2 separate regions of the Sus scrofa genome follow, and region 1 is linked to region 2. Evidence: chromatin contacts called from public HiChIP or PLAC-seq data. All regions are on one chromosome and are shown on one strand. Each heading gives the region's core, a stretch centred on a gene start, on an enhancer-like site or on the middle of the called end of the contact. The rest is flanking DNA. Distances are from core to core; before and after follow the strand shown. Region 1 has its middle 15 kb from the start of LDHA. Region 2 overlaps SPTY2D1 (protein SPT2 homolog).

Region 1 (3,963 bases), core at 503-3,002, 250 kb after region 2:
GGTCTTCTTAGCTGTGCGGCTGCTAACTGCAGGGCACCCTCACTGAAATTTGGGTCCTTTTTTTTTAAAACTGGGGTACACAGGCATTCATCTTGCTACACCTCACAAAGTGGGTTCTATTGGAGGAGGCTCTCTGACCTATTACTTGAGCTGCTCAGAGCACTCTGACCTGAAAATGTAGTCCCAACACATTTTTCTAGGGTACAGAGGGGGTCAGGCTCTACTAGGGAGCCTGGGATTCTGTTAAGAGGAGCAAAAGAGAGCTCTTTTGAACCCCAGGAGGGCCCACAGGCTGTGGTAGGTGCAGACATGGAGAAGGCTTCTCTACAGCTGGATAAAGCTCACTAGGTCCTTCATTTGTGCATCATTTAGTGGCGCTTTCATTTCCATTCTCAGGGTATTTTTTTTTTTTTTTTTTTCTTAGGGCCACACTGGTGGCATACGGAAGTTCCCAGGCTAGGGGTCAAATTGCAGCTGTAGCTGCTAGCCTACCCCACAGACACAGCAAGGCAGGATCCTTAATCCACTGAAGCAGGCCAGGAATCAAACTTGCATCCTCATGGATACTAGTCAGGTTCATTACTGCTGAGCCACAATAGGAACTCCCTCTCATGGTATTTTTACCTCAATCAGGAGAGGAAAGTTGAACTAGAATGTTTATCTCCGTTTTACTGGTGAGACTACCAAACCTCAAAAAATGTAATTGCTTCAGACCTTATAGCTGGAAAGCAGTCTGATGAATTTCAAACTCCTGGTCTAGTTTTTCTTATCCTACGCTACTCTGCTGCTCTGTTTTTATGGGGTGCCTCACAACCTGGAAAGCAGTTGGCTTTTTGTTCCTGGAATAAATATCAAAGGGCAAATGTGATAAATACTTCTCAAGGCCTTTCATCCAGGGCTGCAGGAAGGTCCAGACAACTCACCTGTCCATCCACAGGGCTGCTTCAGGGCCCTATCTAATCAGCCTCCCTCTTGCTGGTGCTCCGTTAGCCTTGCACAGCCCACGTGTGTGCGGGGCCAAACTCTGCCCTTTGTACAAACACACTTGCAGTGTCAGGCCCTCTTAAAGGACATTTTAACTTAGCTCATCCTCCGGTTTTAGCCACAGAGGGATGAAAGCCTAGGAAAGGCCTTCACAGATTTGGCCTTCCATTGAATAGGAGGGAGATCAGCCCCTCGCACCTGCCCTTTTTTTTTTTAAACTATATCATCTTTTTTTTTTTTTTTTTTTTGCTTTTTAGGGCTGCACCTACAGCATATAGAGGTTCCCAGGCTAGGGGCTGAATCGGAGCTAGAGCTGCTGGTCTACGCCACAGCCACAGCAACACGGGATCCAAGCCACCTCTGTTATCTACAGCACAGCTCACAGCAACACTGGATCCTTAACCCACTGAGTGAGCGAGGCCAGGGCTTGAACCCTCACCTTCATGGTTCCTAGAAGGGTTCGTTTCCGCTGCCCCACATTGCCTGTATTGTAGGGCCCTCAGCAATCCTACTGGCCTGAAGACAGACATCATTGCTCAGTGGGAAATTAGGGCCCAGAGAGGCAAGGAAAGTGAAGTGCTTTCAACTCTACCTTAGTGTTTCGGGTAGTGGCTAAAGGACAGGAACCTGCCACCTAGTCTAGTGCTTTCTCCTCCGTACCAGACACCATGGCCTTCTCCACAAGCCCAGGCTTTCTCTGGCACTGTGGGTGTGGCTCCACTTCCAGCTCTGACTTCTGGGGTTTTTCCACTGAACTAGAGCCTCTTTGAACAGCCCTTACTTGGAATTGGCAGCTTGGCAGAGAGGCCTCACTCAGCAGGAGGCCACACCCCAGTCATTAAAGCAATAGGACTGGTAGGAGGCCACCTCAATAGAGCACTATTCTCACAGAGCACCCAGCCTTAGCCTCCTCTGTGGCCCCCTTAGCTGCAGGTCCATCATGTCAGACTCTCCACCCAAGCTGAGTCAGTTCTCAAGAAATCAAATCTTTCTCATTTCCTAAGGGAGGCCGCCTGTCAACCACATATGGACACAGGCTGTGCCAAGATCTCCATGGTAACCATAGGCCAGAGCTTCCTGCCTTGGGCGACAATCCAGAGCCAGCATCCTTGGCAGGGCTCCCTTGCAGACCCCAGTGGGGCTGACTGTCACTGTGGGCCCATCACACCCCCCTGTCATCCCTGGAAGTTAGGAACAGCCGAGGGAGGAAGCCCAGCTGGGTTGCCCCGGAAGGCTTCAGGCCCAGTGGCAGGTTTTTGAGAAAGGTCCTGAAATGGGTCAGGCTGGATTCTTTGGAAACCATTCTCTCTCTCCCATGTGGAATTCATTTCTCAGGGAAGACAGTGGGGTTTTGGTTTAGGGTAATGGGCGACAGGTGAGAATTTCACAATGTGTTAGCTGGCTTCAGACTTTGCTCTTCCTGGCACAGGGGGTGGTGGTGGTCCAGGAGATAGTTTGCCATGGATAATGGCAATAATCCCAGATCCTTACTAACCTCCACCCCATAAAATGGCCCCTGGGGCATCTGAGGAGCTGGCAAGCTTTTAGCAGGGTGGGTGTTTATCAATATGGAGACAGACTCAAGAGCCAGTGGGAGGGTGGGGGGGCGGACCCCAGGAGAAGAGATGGAGCTAACATTACTGCCACAATGTCGAGAACTGGGGAGGCCCCTTCAGAGAGATTCCATTTCCAGGAGAAAGCCAAATCAGAATGCAAAGTGGAACTGCTCCTGGTTCGGCCAGCTCCTCCTCTCAGCCCTCTGTGCACATTGCTGGGAGGAAGCCTGAAATTCAGTTGTGTGACTCACAGAGAGAGAACAGACTTGTGGTTGCCAACCAAGCAGAAGGGAGGAAGAAGTGGGATGGACTGGGGGTTTGGGGTTAGTAGGTGCAAATGATCACATTTAGAATGGATATGCAATGAGGTCCTACTCTATAGCAGAGTGAACTACATCCAGTCTCTTGGGATAGAACATGATGGAATATGAGAAAAGGAATGTGTATATATCTGTCACTGGGTCACTCTGCTGTACAGCAGAAATTGGCACAACATTGTAAATCAACTACACTTTAACAAAAAATTATAAAAATAACAAAAAATTCAATTGTGGGAATACTGTGCCAGGTGAGAGTTCACAGCCTTCCCTGCCCACAAGAGTTCTTCTCCCAATCCCAAGGTGGGAGTTTGGCTTCTGCTCAACTTGTTCCTTGGGCTCTTGTGATACAGAATCAATAATACCCAGTTGGGGAAGACTATGTGTATTTAGACTGGTGGTGGGAAGAATGATTTGAGTCTAAAGGATGTTAATCTATATAATAAAGAGGAAGAGAAAATGTCTCCAGGGAATTTTGGAGGTGGGAGATTGGAAGAGTTGGCCTGACTTCTCCTTAAGGATGAAAGGAGCTCTGACAGGAAAGAAGATTCTTGATAAATGCTGCTACAGACATCACTAAATTCTACTTTCAGTTTGCCCAAAGGGCCAGCCTAGGATTTGAGCTGTTTTGAAATTACTTGTGATTGCTGAAGGGGGCTTCCTGGTCAGTGCTAGATCAAATCTTGTGGGTCCAGACTTTGTGAGATTTTACATGCATCATCTAATTTGGGGGGAGGGAGGGGTGGCATGCCTGTGGCATGTGGAAGTTCCCAGGTCAGGGATCCATCATGTGCCACAGCAGTAACCAAGCTGCTGCAGTGACAATGCCAGATCCTTAACCTGTGCACCACCACTGGAGAATGCCAATGCATTATCTAATTTAATCTTCACAACCATCTTGTGGGGTAGGGAACATCATTACTCCCATTTTCCAGAAACAGGTACTGAATCTTGGGGAGGTAAAGCACTTGCCCTAAATCACACAGCCAGATGTGCTGTAGACAGGCTTTGAAGATATGAAATCCAGGTGGCACCTGGGCAGACTCTTTGCATAGAAACCAGATGCAGCTACTGCCCCTGGCAGCAGGGACAATGGGGAGGTCCTC
Region 2 (4,141 bases), core at 1,390-3,889:
CTCTAATTTATGTAAAACCATCAGGAGATTTATGTTTTCTATGATTACAACAACATTATCTCCTGAGTAAAGAACAGCTTTCAAGAAGGAATTGGCTATTGATTCCAACCTAACATTTTTGGTGAAAATATATCTCCAGACTAAAAGCTCCTTATTTTCTTAATCTGACCATGACAATATAATTTCAGTGCAAGGAACACATATGTTTAAAGTGACTTAATGTTTTCTAGGTCTCTTGGCTTCAGAATTACAAATCTTGGCTAAATATCTGATATTCTCTTTAAATGGTATAAGCTTCACTGCTGTGGATCATTCATTGAAGCCCTCGGAATTACTGAGTTGGCTTGCAGTATAATAAAATGGATACACTTAGGATAAAAGAAACCCTTGTCCAGCTGCTTTTCATGAAGCTGGAACAATGAAGCAGCCTGGTGCCTTGAATCAGTTTCAGAAATAGTGGGTGCATCTTGTTGTATTGCTGCTAGAGCTAAATGTGACCATCTGATGTGAGTGAAAGTGCCAGATAGTTCTCCTGCTTTAATGTAATCCCAGCCTGAGGCTTTTTTTTTTTTCTTTTTTCTTTTCTCTTTTTTGGCCACCCTGTGGCACACGGAGTCCTTGGGGCCAGGGATCAGATCTGAACAGCAGTTGCGACCTACCGTGGCAGCGCTGGGTCCTTAACCCCCTGTGCCAGGCCAGGGATTGAACCTGCGTCCCAGTACTCCCAAGACACGGCCAATCTCATTGGGCCACAGTGTAACCCCAAACCAGCCCTTTTTATTGCCCCAATTTTCTAGGTTTTGATCTAAACTTTACCTCAGAGAATATTTTAATATTCTCCTAGTATCTGCTTTTGAGTGCATCAAGCTACAGAGGATGTAAGAACCTATTAATTATGACTCAGCTCCTGTTAGTAAATAAGATTAAGCCTCGTCAAGTAGGACTTTGCCCTCCTTAAATTGTTTCCTAGCAGACCCATAAAATAAGATCTTTTATAGATTTATTGAAATCCTTCTACATCAGAGGGAGAGGACAGGATAGCAAAGGTATTGAGTTAAATGTGAGACCAGCTTAAGGATTAGAAGTGTTTAAAAAACAAAAAACAACTGAATTTGAAATACACATATGAATTAATCAAAATAGATGTGTACTTTGAAAAAAGCTCAGATTCATCTTTGGGATTCTTTTCTGAGTGAATTCGAGTTCCTAAACCCCCTCCCTTGTTTCTTTCTTGTGTTCTGCCTTTTCTATGTTTATGTTCCTTTGTTGGTATTTCCCAAAGCACAGCATAGTTCTGGCTGTACCACAATTTTAGGTGATACACAAACACTTTTTATTTTCGCTGTTACATATTTTTGAAAAATAGTTGTATTTTGATGGGATTTAGAAAAATATAATTAGCCTTTCAAGCTAGTCATTTCATGTATATTATTGGTGAGATTAAAGGTGTAATAATAATTCATGGTGTTTGATCTATGTATTTTCTTAAAATTAGCAAATAATAATATAAGTGGTGGAGTTCCCTTCATGGTGCAGCAGAAACGAACCCAACTAGGAACCATGAGGTTGCGGGTTCGATCCCTGGCCTTGCTCAGTGGGTTAAGGATCTGGCATTGCTGTGAGCTGTGGTATAGGTCTCAGGCTTTGCTGGGATCCTGCGTTGCTGTGGCTGTGGTGTAGGCTGGCAGCAACAGCTCCCATTAGATCCCCTAGCCTGGGAACCTCCATATGCCATGGGTGCAGCCCTAAAAAGCAAAATAATAATAATAATAATAAGTGGTACACTAAAAGGCCAAAAATTCTGAAGGTGATATGCACCTTATTTAATAGGTGTTAAACAGTGCCCATTGAACTCTTCTCTTTCAGTACCTATATTCATTTGAGTCACTTTTCTGCTAGTCACATCCCATTATGTACCTTTTGAAGTCCCAGATTAGGAAGAAAGGTATCTGCCCTGAAATCAAATTAGGAATTGCTCAATTGCTGTGATACCTCGATAACAAACCAATCCTATTTTAAATAATTAATACTAATGTGTATATTGGCAGTTTTTGGCAGGGAGAGCCCTGTACAAGCTTTGATTTGATGAGTGCATCTAGGGCCTCTGTAGTTGGCACAGACAGGAAAAACCTTATGATTTGGCAACTCAGATCCCCCCTTCCTCTTCTCACATATCTCCACGTGGGATATAATAGAGTGAGTGTGTGCCTCTGCTTATAAGTCTCCCTATGTCTTATACAACTTGCGTCATCTTCATGGGAGTCCTTCTGTTAAGAAAATGTGAGTTTCTTGTGGATAAGGCCTGTATATGAGGTTCTTGTAAACCATGACAAATTTCATGTATCTAGTTCGGTAAGAAATATTCCTTTTTCTCCGTTATTCCTTTCCCTCTCCTTTTCTCCTTCAAATATTGGGCTCCAGTCAGTCCACTATGGAAAGGGTCTGCAACTAAATTTACAAAGATACAGACTTATCAAAGGATTTTATTATGACAGCCAAGTTGAGTGGGAAAGGAATCTAGATGCTCTCTTTTGGAATTTCTCTCTGTGAGGGATGTGTCTGGTCTCAGCATTGCTATCATTCAGGATTTGCAGGTTGGATTAGGGCCTGCTTTCTTGGCCAGCTGCTCTGTTGGTAGACTGATTTAGCTGGAACCTGTTTCAAGAACCTGTTTCAAGATGCCTTCTATTTGGCTGCCCTGTAGTAAGCATGGATTCTTTGGCTTTCCTCCAGGAACTTCATGAACATTTTGAGAATTGCTTTTTTGGTTCCCAAGCAGCTCAATTTGTTCTCTTAGGTTAGTGTTTCTTTTTTAACTAGCTCAGCAATAGGTTCAGTGGATAAGAATGTTATCTACCTAAGACAAAAGAGGGAGTACATTAAAAAATTCTTATTTCCAGGAGTTCCTGTGTGGCTCAGTGGAAACAAATCTGATCCATGAGGACATAGGTTCGATCCCTGGCCTTTCTCTGTGGGTTAAGGATCTGACATGGTTGTGATGTAGGCCAGCGGCTACAGCTCCAATTTGACCCCTAGCCTGGAAACCTCCTTATGCCATGGGTTTGGCCCTAAAAAAGAAAAAAAAAAAATCTTTTTTCCAGCCCATGAATTTAATGTGGAATGGTCCTATATATGAATCATCCTGGTATGAGTTATTACTCTGTTTATCCTACTTCTCTAATGATAGTTATAAAATGAGATTATTTTTCTTCTTATAGTTTAAATTAACATTATTCTAGTTTTAGTCATTTTCCAGTGCATTTACATAAAAATGAAAGCCCAGAGAAATACCATCTGTTCCAGGATAATGTTAATACTTTTTGGGTTTGTGTGGCAAATTAATATTTAATGAACATAAGAGCTACACTCAAAGGTTACAGAGACTTGGGCCCTTCCTTGCTGCTTAGATTTTTTTTTTTTTTTTTTTTTTTTTTTTGTCTTTTCCAGGCTGCACCCACAGTATATGGAAGTTCCCCAGGCTAGGGGTCAAACTGGAGCTATAGCTGCTGGCCTACACCACAGCTCGACAACACTGGATCCTTAACCCACTGATCAAGGCCAGGGATCAAACCTGTATCCTCATGGATAGTTGGGTTCATTACTACTGAGCCACCATGGGAACTCTCTGCTTAGATTTTTTTTTTTTTTTTTTTTTTTTGCTTTTTAGGGCTGCACCTGTGGCATATGGAGGTTCCCAGGCTAGAAGTCGAATGTGAGCTGTAGCTGCTGGCCTACACTACAGCTCATGGCAACACCCAATCCTTAACCCACTGAGCGAGGCCAGGGATCGAACCCACAGCTTCATGGTTACTAGTTGGATTCATTTCTACTGGGCCACAACAGAAACTCCTGCTTAGCCCTTTTTTTTTGTCTTGAAATGTTTTTTAACTATGGTTTGCTGCCAGCCTTACCTGTGGTCAAAGTAGAATCTCAGTGTTTCATGTTGTAAACAAAATAACCTATGTAGAAGCTATGAGTCTCTACTAAAAAAGCATCTGCACTAGGATACTCAGGAGGAAAACAGTTGTGAGTAGTAGTTTTGTTTGGTAAGTTGGACTTTGAAATGCTTAGTTCTGAAGAAGGCAGATCTTTTAAATAAATTCTGAAACAAATTGAATCTGTTTTAGAGGTGATTTTTTTC

Evidence for each region. HiChIP or PLAC-seq counts read pairs in DNA pulled down with a chosen protein or histone mark.
Region 1: a contact with region 2 is called in an H3K27ac HiChIP or PLAC-seq map of alveolar macrophages. The contact joins two enhancer-like sites.

What each region holds. Positions count from the first base shown.
Region 1 is chr2:40,838,614-40,842,576 of Sscrofa11.1, forward strand. No RefSeq gene overlaps it. Among named protein-coding and RNA genes, the nearest start is that of LDHA, 15 kb to the left of the region's middle. Within about 2 kb of position 1,753, at least 37 of the 83 cell types and tissues checked have an H3K27ac peak or open chromatin away from gene starts, as enhancers often do. A contact at or near this core is called in alveolar macrophages, where this site is marked.
Region 2 is chr2:40,589,227-40,593,367 of Sscrofa11.1, forward strand. All of the region lies in intron 1 of SPTY2D1 (protein SPT2 homolog), which reads left to right. Among named protein-coding and RNA genes, the nearest start is that of SPTY2D1, 9.5 kb to the left of the region's middle. Within about 2 kb of position 2,640, at least 7 of the 83 cell types and tissues checked have an H3K27ac peak or open chromatin away from gene starts, as enhancers often do. A contact at or near this core is called in alveolar macrophages, where this site is marked.